2 separate regions of the Arabidopsis thaliana genome follow, and region 1 is linked to region 2. A link is a contact called in public ChIA-PET data. All regions are on one chromosome and are shown on one strand. Each heading gives the region's core, a stretch centred on a gene start, on an enhancer-like site or on the middle of the called end of the contact. The rest is flanking DNA. Distances are from core to core; before and after follow the strand shown.

Region 1 (5,708 bases), core at 2,955-5,454, 74 kb before region 2:
GAGACATCGATAGAGATGGATATTTGGACTGTGACGAGTTTATTGCCATATCGGTACACCTAAGGAAAATGGGCAATGACGAGCATCTCAAGAAAGCGTTTGCGTTCTTTGATCAAAACAATAACGGATATATCGAAATAGAGGAGTTAAGGGAAGCCTTGTCTGACGAACTTGGTACAAGTGAAGAAGTTGTTGATGCCATTATCCGTGATGTTGACACCGACAAGGTTGGTTAACTTCACCATTTCACTCTCGTTTTCTTGTTGAAAAAAATCCCATCTCATAGAGAACTAACCATCATGAAAATTGTTTTTTTTGTAGGATGGAAGAATAAGTTACGAAGAGTTTGTAACGATGATGAAAACAGGAACAGATTGGAGAAAAGCTTCGAGACAGTACTCGAGAGAACGGTTTAACAGTATCAGTCTCAAACTGATGCAAGATGCGTCGTTGCAGGTCAATGGTGATACAAGATGAGAGAGGCTTAATCTGTGTCACTCACCAGTCTGGAAGATTGAATCAAAGGGATGCAAATCTTTCTTAATTTCTTAATTTTTATCTTCTTGGGTTGCTTTTTTTTTATGACACCACGATTAAAGCTTTTTAGGCATATAAAGTTGTAAGAGTTGTGTGTTTGATATCCTGGCTAATGAGCGAGCTGAGTATGGGGATCAAGAGAGAAAAACCGTGTTGGCCTTTGGCTGTGTGTAGATATTTTGTATAATCTTGTGTTGATAAAAGATAATATCATCAATTTTTCTTGTGATCAATCTGTAATTTTCTATAACCATTCAAGAATTATATGAGTTATGGATTTTGACAATGAGAGCTTGCTTTACAGATAAACTTACACGAGCTTATATCGAATATAGGCATTTTAAATTTAATAATTTCAAAAGAGGTATGTTGCACAGTTGAATGGGCCGCTTATTGTCTGATTTCGGACGATTTTAACCTTCTGGAGTAAGTGAGAAATTGATATTCCATTTTTGCAAGTGGTAGGATGATGTGAAAATAGGTGAAGAAGTGAAAACGATATACCCTAGAATTGGACTTGTAAACCCAAACCGTTTAGTTGACAGTCTGCGATGCATACACAGATACAACGACACAACACTACAACATTAATTAGACTTTCTCGGCTTGAGAAGATGAGGCCAATGAAATGATATTAGAGATGACTTTTCACAAGAAATAAGTACATGTTTTCGTGAAGACATATGAGAAATGTCTTAATAAATAAATTCTTAAGACAAATGCCTATTTTGTAATTAACTCAATTTACACAAAGCCAGATGTACAAATAAAATCAGAAACTAAAGTCCCATTTCGTTTTGTCCTGGTGGTCGACTTTGTCTTTGTGGTCACAGTTTTGTTTTCAAAACTGTACAATGTTTTAAATAAGTATATAACGGAAACTATATTGGCCATAAACTTTTATCAATCCCATATAGCTATAGTAGTCGAGAAGAAGGAAAATTCAGACAAAAATATAATAAACGTCGTTATTGGCTTATCGCAGCATCAAATCTAAACAAGTGGACTAAATATTTGTGTCCTCTATATTATTGTCATCAAGCATAAGACACCAGTCATTTGAATATTTGATCAACAGCCTTATAAAAAATAAAAATTTACAATCATATCTACTCGATGAGTTTGCAACTGTTCATGATATTGATATCCTACAAATCTGATACCCACACAATGTAGATAAAAATAGCATCACTGAACATCTGTTAAGTATTATAATCACAAACATACAAGTGAAAAGCAATTTAACTCAAATCATTGCTTTTTGGTACGTCTAATAAATATCCACCTCGTAGTAGTCTCATCGACACGGGAGACTTACGTGGCTATTTTTGTATTGTTGCCAAATTTTATTGAAAATCAAACAAATCAATCATGCAAAAGGCGTGAGGTTGAACGGTACACGAAGGATACACATGTCCGATGTCGACCTTGTAGTAAATAACAATATGATTTGGAAGGACACTATACATGATTACAGAGTTAACATTATAGTAATCACCGTAATTTATCATTGATTAATCGTCGTATTAAAGTTATATACATAGAGCCAACAAAATTTATAATCGTATCACACACCTAATGATAAAAGTCCAAAGTGAAAAAGGAATCTAGACAAGGACATGGTGAACTGATCAATGCTAATTAAGGAGATACTTTAGATCTTTTAACATTTGATTAAACAGAGCTGACGTGGATGAGACCCACTTGCGCCGTTTCATTACAAAAATTCACCTACGTACGTACTTTTTCTTTCGTTTTTCTTTAATAACTATTTTGGGGGTTAAATGCAATTATTAGGAATGACTGAATAAGAGGACATCATTAAAGAGCTTGATTGTTTTTTCTTTTTTTTCGTTTTATCTGAATCAATAATGAAAAAGAACCAAGTGTTCGAAATGCAAAAACCAACAAAGGAAAACGATAAAAGATAATCCGTAAAATAAGTAATGAGTCGATATATACCAAACTCTATCTTCATAATCCGTACCGATCGACGGACCTACGTACAGTATATATTAGGTTCGATTTAAAACATTATCGTACCATGCATTATTATTTATTAGTGTGTCGTTCCACGAATTATCCACAACAGGAAGTAGCTTTTAGTACGAAAGAGCAGCCAAGTGAATTAACCCGGCTCAAACCGGTCGTCGAGTGTTGACCACACACGTGGTTCCAGATAAGCGGATAAGGATCGTGACATCAAGTGTGAGTATGTGTTACGGTCCGTATCTTAGCGACGTTGTTATGGTTTGCTCCGCAGAGGAGTCAAACTAAAACACAACTTGCATAATACTTTCTCAATTAAAGTAAAGTAATAAACATGTGTCTGTTTATATCGTGTGTTTATAGTATTGGGCGGCTTCGATAGTCGTTTTGTTGAAAAGTTTATATATATTTTGAAGACGGTTCTAAGTACTATGAACCATACATTTTAATGGAATTGCTTCGGTCCTCGGTCCATATATACAATATCTTCCCGAATTTATCAATTTGGTTTTTACAACATATTTCATAATTATCCGGCATAATTACATTATGCATGTAAAGTTTTTATAAGATGTAATAGCGCATATAGAAGAAAAACGACTTGTTCTTTTTTGATAGAGAAAAAAGAAAAAACGATTAAGTTTTGTAACGTTCTCGTTAAAGAGTGAGTATCTTACATGACTACATAATTTCATGCATGCATTATTTTAAGATATTAAAGAGTAATAGTCTCGTCGAAATTATAACATTAAAAAGTGGATTATTCGCCTCGAAGATATCCGATGTCACAATTTTGTCTTCTTTTAGAACATAATGTTGAATCCGAGAATCGAGGTATACCTGAATATCTCGCCAATGTGATAATGTGATATAATCGAGATACCTGAATACCCACTGAACCAGACTCGTGAATTGACTTTGTCCTTAAGTTTTTCAAATTTGATCAGCAATACAGATATGTCATTTCCTAGGACTATAAAAGATATCAAACAAATATTAATTAAAGATATGTAAAACTTATGGGTGAATGATCGGTGATGTATGTGTATATGTTACTGGCATTCCATAATACACGCGATTCAACTAGGAAAAATATACTATAAAAAGAGGCGTATGGAACTACGTTACACGTTTCTTGTACATTTGAGCTTCGTTACGATGATTTGTATCAAGAGTGAAAAATAACTACGATTTATTATTTACAGTTTCAGAATATGATTTGATTCGATGTTTAATATGATTTCTTGCACAGCTAGAAACAACCATAATTTCAACATTTCATATTAGCAATTCCTCCGTTAACAGCCGTTTGACATTTTTAAAGTAGGCTAAAATTTGGGTAAACTGATTTTTTAACTAATATTTTTTAATTTTATATTAACTACAACTATTATTATTATTCGTTTATAAAAATATACGAAATTCAATTTAAATGCTAGTAGTATTTTGGTATTTTTACCAAAAAAAAAACTGACACAATCGAAAGAACGTAGTAAAAAACAAAGTATATTTTTTTTGTAATGAGTTGTCTCTGATTCAGCAATAGGAGAGCGACAAAAATATCACGATTTTTTCTAGCAACTTTTCCATCTCCACGGAAAAAGAGTAATAATATGACACGTGGCAACATCGCAACGGCTCTTACCAAATCTCCTCGCATATATAAAGCGTCTTCTCCGCCACCTTCATTAGCCAAACACACCGTTCTGATTACTGATTCTTCATTGACGGTAGGAGTCACCACTTTTGGCGGCGATTCCTTGTTCTCTATTTTTTTTGCACAAGCAACATTTAGCTTCTGCAAACTCCAGTTCATCTCTCAACCCTCATATCGCCGTGTTTTCTCGCTCTAGTACCGCGAGCTCGGACGAACCAGGAAGCAATCCGGTGAGTACTTCTGGTTTCATTGTTATGTTTCGAACTCAAATTTTGATTGAATGTTTTAATTCATTGTTTCGAATTTGCTAGACCTTTAGGGGTATGAGCAGATAATTGGTATCTCAAAATGGCATCTTAGATTCATGTTCCGTTTTTGGAAAGATTCTAATTTGGATTTTGTTTGTTTAATTCCTCTTGAAGGATCTGTTTCTTAACGTTGTTGGTTTATCCCTTGTGATTATCTGATACAGTTAATCTAGAAGCGGTGTTGAGAAGATGACGATTACATCAAATATCTCTGTACAGAACGATAACCTCGTTGTTCAAGGGAAGACTATCCTTACCAAAATCCCTGACAACATTATCCTAACTCCGGTTACCGGTAATGGATTCGTTTCCGGTTCATTTATAGGCGCGACGTTTGAACAAAGCAAGAGTCTTCATGTGTTCCCCATCGGTGTATTGGAGTAAGCACCTAAATATACCTGTTCCTCTGATATAGCGTCTTTCTATAACTTATTTGAGCAATACGCAGGTCCTTTGATGGTTTGTTTAAGCAAATTGTTTTTAAATCTTTCTCAGGGGTCTTCGGTTCATGTGCTGTTTCCGGTTTAAGCTATGGTGGATGACTCAGAGAATGGGAAGCTGTGGAAAAGACATTCCTTTGGAGACACAGTTCATGCTACTGGAAAGCAAGGATGAGGTTGAAGGGAATGGGGATGATGCTCCTACTGTTTATACCGTCTTTCTCCCTCTCCTTGAAGGCCAGTTCAGAGCTGTTCTGCAAGGAAATGAGAAGAATGAGATTGAGATTTGTTTTGAGAGTGGTAGGGGAATTTGTTGTACAGATTATCCATAGAAATGAGCTCACAACTTCCAGACCAGAATTGAAATTTCGTTTTTGGTTGATTTTGTGTTTGCAGGAGATAAGGCGGTGGAAACTAGCCAGGGAACTCACCTTGTTTATGTTCATGCTGGAACCAATCCCTTTGAAGTTATCAGACAATCCGTAAAGTATGTTTGCAAAATAGCCAAAATATTATGTTATGTCTCTGTTTCATTGATGTGAAGGTTATATATGTTTTCTTATGCGGCAATCCTTGTATTTTACAGGGCTGTGGAGAGACACATGCAGACATTTCATCATCGTGAGAAGAAGAAGGTGATTGAACATTTCATGGCTTTGGTCACAACAAGAGTTCAATCTGATTTTATATGATCTCATCATTGTCTTTGACTTTGTTTGTTTAGCTTCCTTCTTTCCTAGACTGGTTTGGCTGGTGCACATGGGACGCTTTCTACAC
Region 2 (5,678 bases), core at 3,075-5,574:
ACTTTCTTAACTTCAAGGATGCTTTCTTGAAAATATGCCCTTGATCTTTCACTGAGTTCAAGTGCGTCAATAATCACAACATGTTTCTATCCTCTCCTTTGAATCTTTGTCTAGGCTGCTCTTGGTGGATCAGTTGGAAATTTGCAAAGAATTCGTGCTTTTCTTCGGGTGAGTGCCACAGATCTAATAAAGCTTAACACGAAGCATATATACACAGGAATATTATTTTGTGGCAATCATATACATTGGTTTGTTTGCATTTCTTGATTCTTTTTCAATACTGCGCAGATTCGTCTGAGAGATTATGGGAGTTTGGACTTTGATTCAGTTGATGCTCGTAGGCAGCCTCCAGTTGATACTACTTGGCAGCAGGTTTCACATATTTTCACTCACGCTTTAAATTTTCAGTTTGTCCTCAACAATCAAGTTGAACAGTAGAATTTTCTTATTGCTGTTCCCCCAAGTTTCTTAACGTAAGAGATTGATTAAATATACCTCTTTGATTACAGATATATTTTTGCTTGAGAACTGGTTATTATGAGGAAGCTAGAGAAATTGCCCAGTCATCTCGGTCATCTCAACAACAGTTTGCTCCTCTGGTATATTGTTTGGTCTTAATAACCCACATTAATGTTTTGGAGTTGCCTTTTTGATGTCCCCTTTTTTTGGCAGCTTACAGAGTGGATTACAACAGGTGGTACTGTGGCTGCACAAACCGCTGCTACTGCTTCTGAGGAATGTGAGAAATTGTTAAGGATGGGTGATCGGTTTGGCCAAACAACATATGACAAGAAGAAGCTTCTACTCTACACTATCATATCTGGTTCCCGAAGACAAATTGATCGCATCATGAGAGATTTTTCGACCCTCTTTAACACAATAGAAGATTTTCTCTGGTTCAAACTATCATGTGTACGTGACGTAGCTGGTGGATCTTCATCTATGATCGTGAATGATGGGCTAGTGCCATACAGTTTGGATGATCTCCAGGCCTATCTTAATAAGTTTGAGCCATCTTACTACACTAAGAATGGGAAAGACCCTCTGGTATACCCATATGTTTTGCTTCTTAGCATTCAGTTACTACCGGCGATCATGCACATGTCCAACGAAGCTGGAGATGAAGGGTATAACATTGATGCTGTCCATGTAGCTATATCGCTAGTGGACCATTCCATTCTCTCTGAAGGATCTGGGACTGGGCGCAAACTAAGTGTGATGGATGCTAATGCCGAGGCATCTAGCATGATTAGGCAATATGGGTCGATGTATTTGCATCATGGTGATCTGCAAATGACGCTGGAATACTATGCACAAGCTGCTATTGCAGTAGGTGGGGGTCAACAGGCTTGGTCTGGAAGAAGTAATGTTGATCAACAAAGGCAAAGGAACTTGATGCTGAAGCAACTACTGACTGAGATTTTGTCACAAGAGGATGGTATTCACTTTCTGCTTGGTGCTAGAGGTTCCGGTGAAGAAGGCGAGCTTGGAAGATTTCTGCCTGATATAAAATTGAGGCAGCAGTTCTTGATCGAAGCTGCGCATCAATTTCAAGAAGCTGGATTATATGACAAAGTAAGTATCTTTTGTACTTTTTGATCATATACTAACTACTTTAAACATGCTTTAGTAAACTGTCCGTTGGTTCTTTGTTCAATTGGAGTGCTTTCACATATCAATCATTTATTTCTTTTACCATGTTTCAGTTTTTTTTACGGTTTGTTATTTAATGCAGTCAATAGAACTACAGAAGAGAGTTGGTGCGTTTTCGTCTGCCTTGGAAACGATAAACAAATGTCTATCTGAAGCCATTTGCTCCCTTGTCCGTGGAAGGCCAGATGGTGAAAGCCGAACAGAGGGGCTTGTTCTCTCGGGCAATGACATTCTCAATTCTTACAAATATCACCCTGATGTCAGGTAAATTGCATACTTCAATGGACTAACTCATTTACTTGTCTTAAGTTTTGTAGTTGTTGAATAGGGAGGTTCTCACTGGAAGTGTTATTCTTTTATACTACAGTGCCCAGGAAAGACATCTTGTTATGGAACAAGAAACAATACTAAGAGAGCTTGAGGCAATATTATCGATCCACAAGTTGGCCAGACTAAACAAACATCTAGATGCCATAAGAGAAGTCGCGAAACTTCCATTCCTTCATCTCGATCCAAGACAACCAGACACCACCTCGGATGAGTTCCAGAAAGCATCTTCTTACTTTCAGACTTGTGTCCCTGATTTACTTAAGGTTGCTCTGACCTGTTTGGATAACGTAGCTGACACTGATGGATCAATCAGGGGCATGAGATCTAAGGTATACTTTAACAATTTGCGCCATATATATGATCAGTAGAGATCATGATATGGATATTAATCATGAATTTGTTTTGCAGATTGCTGGGTTTCTTGCAAGCAACACACAGCGGAACTGGCCTCGAGATTTGTACGAGAAGATAGCTCGAAGCTTTTGAATCTAAGAAATTCGAATACTTGTCTAAAAAAGATCTTGTAAGAAGCTGTTAAACCCATTTTTGTTACTTAACCTCGAGGATCACTTTTTGTTTTTTCTTCTTTTGGGCTCAAACAGGCATGGTTAGCAAAAGCAAAATCTTAACATAGAGATAATCACACAAAATCCAAAGATCGTATGTTAGGTTCTAAAGCATTATAATCCAAAACAAAAGAAAACAAAAACATATACCAGTTTGACTCGTGAAGGCATTGACATTATAAAAGTTTTATAAGCTGATGATTCATTACCAATGTGTGCCTCATTGTTGGTACTAGCTTCAGTTGTTTCAAGCAGCAGCTGTATCAAATCTCCTCATCATGTCACAATGAGGCGTTTCACGAACAAATCCCCATTGTTTCCTCTGCATCTCATACCTACAATTCTGACTAAGTATAGACACATAATCTCTCTCAACTTGTTCTTCCAGCGTGTGTCGATCGTTGCTATCTCGTGGATAATCCTGCTCGAATTTAGACGATTTCACAAAGTAATTGACACCTTTCTGTGTAGTGAACTTGTACTGGTAAGGATAAGTTGCAGAGAGTTGGTAAACTGGTTGAGAAGAAGGCATGAAGTTGAGCAGAAGTATGAAGACAACAGGAAGAAGCTGGAGAAGTATACGAGCATTGAAACCTGCATCAGGTGCTTGATTGTTATTAGCTGTTCTCTGACGAGTAGCTCCGAAATTAAATGATCGGAATTGAGCAGTCGCAGGAGGCATTCCTCCACCACCGAATCCTCCTCCACCGAAGAAGCTTCGGAAAATCTCGTTGGGATCGAATTCGTCTTCGTAATAGTATCCACCATTGAATCCATTACTTCTAGCAGATCGACGTGGTTGATAGATTGGTTCATCGGAGCCACTTACATCGTATTTTTTCCTAGCTTCGTCATTGCTCAAGCATTGAAATGCCTTGGAGACGGATTTGAAAGCTTCTTCTGAACCAGGAGCTTGATTCTTATCTGGATGAACTTTCAATGAGAGTTTCCGGTAAGCTTTTCTCACATCATCCACTGAACAGTTGGATTCAAGACCTAAGATCTCGTAATAATCCTTTTTAGATTTTATCTTTCTCACGATTGAGATCTGTTCTTCAGTGTAGGACATCGAAGAAGACGATGACGTTGTTGACGATCCACGTTGACGTAAAGAAGGCCGATCTGAAGAATTGGAAGAATCCTTTGCTGCTGCAGATCCAGGCGATTTTGCAGATCCTGGTTCGTCTGATTTGTTGTTGTTAAGCTCAGATACGAGATCATCGATCGGGAGATTTGGATCAAGACGACGAGCTTTAGCCAGGAATTTCAAAGCGCGAGGTCGATCTCCAGCTTCCATAGCACTTTTGCAGATTTTCAAGCACTTCAACGCATCGTCTTTGTTTCCATCCATGTTCACCCTCACGAAATCAGAACAAGCGAGCCCTAGAAAACAAGAGATTGAGAGAAGAATCAGGAGGAGTGAAAACAGAGAGTGTAGAAGACGCAAATCTCAATCATGAGACTGTACGAAATTAGGGTTTCTGCTCACCGATCGGATTTCAGATTCGAAGAATTTACAAGATGACTAATGGGAAGGTAACAACAATTTTGTTGTTAGAGAGATAAGACACAATTCCGATTAAATCTGGGATTAGCGTACCAATGTCGGTACGACGTAAACGACAAATACTAGTTCCGGTTCTGGAAAATTGTTTGAGCAATTTGGTCTGGTTTTGTTCCGGTTACAAACTTGTTAATGCATATAATCAAACCGGTCCCGATTCGGTTCAGTAATTTATGGGAAATTGTTACAAATCGATTGTTGTGGAGAGATGAGGTCTTGACGAGCCCTAATGCATCTTTCAGATTCTAGGTCATTAGCAAAACTTTTGTCTTAAAGCTGTATAGTCTACACTCTGTTGGTAATTTGTATGATAAGTCATTAGGTAGTTTTAGGTTTCATCATTCCTTACCTACAAGATGCATTGAAGTAATTACTTAATATCAAGTGGGACTATTGAAGACCTAACCAACTTTCTTATGTACTATATTGTATCAAGAAGGCCCAAGATCAATAGTACACAAGCTTGAGAGTCTTTAAAGCTGTGAGTTGTTTACTCCATGTGCTCTTATCTTCTTCTCATTTTTTTTCCTTCTGCAATCATAATGTAGTGAAATGATCATAATCTGCTTAGAGAATTTAATGCCATGACTCAGATGAGAAGTAGAAAGATTGTTTCATCTTTCATTAGTTATTTTGCGCTAACATTTGATATCTTCATATTCATTTTCGAAATCCGCACATCTGGACAGAAATATGTATTATCTTATAAATGGTTATGAAATAGTTGTCAACGTAAAAGAATTGTTAGAATGCTACCTAAATAACGTTGTGCTTCTTGATTGTGTCAACTGTTAAACACTAACAAACAACTAATCACGATTGCGTTTTTTAAATTATGAATAGAGTGGTGAGGTTTTTTTTTTTGTTTGTGGGCTGGAAAACCCATAAAATTAAAAGGCTAGTTTCTATTCTTGTAATATTAAGACTTGGCTTATAGTTTTCCTTGTTGTTAAATAAAGACTTTTGCTCATGAGGAGACACTGGGTCAAACATGGGTGACAAGTGAAGCCAATGGGCAGCTAGGGATTCCCTATTAATATATTAAATGCATGTTTCTGACCATGGAGCCAACCTTTTATTACATTAATAATTTAAGTTCACATCATATAACGTCATATATGTATATGTTATACTCGGTTGATCAAAAAAAAAAAAGTATGTGTTATAATTGACCAGCTTTCTGAATTCTCTATAGTTTATTATATATAAGAGCATGATTGTTCACAAGTCTAAAGATGTGTCTGTATGGATCTATAATTCTTCTTAATGTGAATTCTTTAAAGGCTACCAGATTTGTGATCAACATGTATTCTTTTTGGTCAACTTGTTTAAACCGCATTTATACATAAAGCTAGGTTTAAACTTTTCCGAATAGTAAACCAATAGATTAAAGGCTCTCAACAATGTTTTTTTTGGCTATCTAGCATTTGTTTAATAGCAAATAAATCATTTTAAAATGGATTTGCATACAAAGAAACAAAAAGTCTTTGAATATTTGGTGAGGAAAGGTGTAATAATTAATATTATTAAGAGTTGATAATGGGATTAATTAATACTATTAGAAG

Evidence for each region. ChIA-PET counts read pairs in DNA pulled down with a chosen protein or histone mark.
Region 1: an H3K4me3 ChIA-PET map of shoot shows a contact between it and region 2, with 11 read pairs. The contact joins the promoter of SIP2 here to the promoter of AT3G57340 in region 2. A contact is called at or near these places in 2 of 26 Hi-C or Micro-C datasets (root and rosette leaf) and 1 of 2 datasets of contacts at active chromatin or transcription factors (shoot).

What each region holds. Positions count from the first base shown.
Region 1 is chr3:21,291,667-21,297,374 of TAIR10.1, reverse strand. SIP2 (seed imbibition 2) reads left to right here and starts at 4,204. Exons shown (of 14, transcript NM_115612.3): 1 at 4,204-4,413; 2 at 4,656-4,871; 3 at 4,987-5,231; 4 at 5,328-5,418; 5 at 5,518-5,566; 6 at 5,656-5,708. The coding sequence starts at 4,681. It overlaps CPK32 (calcium-dependent protein kinase 32), which reads left to right. Exons shown (of 8, transcript NM_115613.4): 7 at 1-227; 8 at 322-918. The coding sequence ends at 477.
Region 2 is chr3:21,217,397-21,223,074 of TAIR10.1, reverse strand. AT3G57340 (DnaJ heat shock amino-terminal domain protein (DUF1977)) reads right to left here and starts at 4,324. Exons shown (of 2, transcript NM_115594.3): 1 at 4,039-4,324; 2 at 2,590-3,932. The coding sequence starts at 3,900. The coding sequence ends at 2,797. It overlaps AT3G57350 (Nucleoporin interacting component (Nup93/Nic96-like) family protein), which reads left to right. Exons shown (of 15, transcript NM_115595.7): 9 at 115-168; 10 at 289-372; 11 at 510-599; 12 at 673-1,575; 13 at 1,736-1,917; 14 at 2,021-2,312; 15 at 2,392-2,688. The coding sequence ends at 2,469. It also overlaps AT3G08895.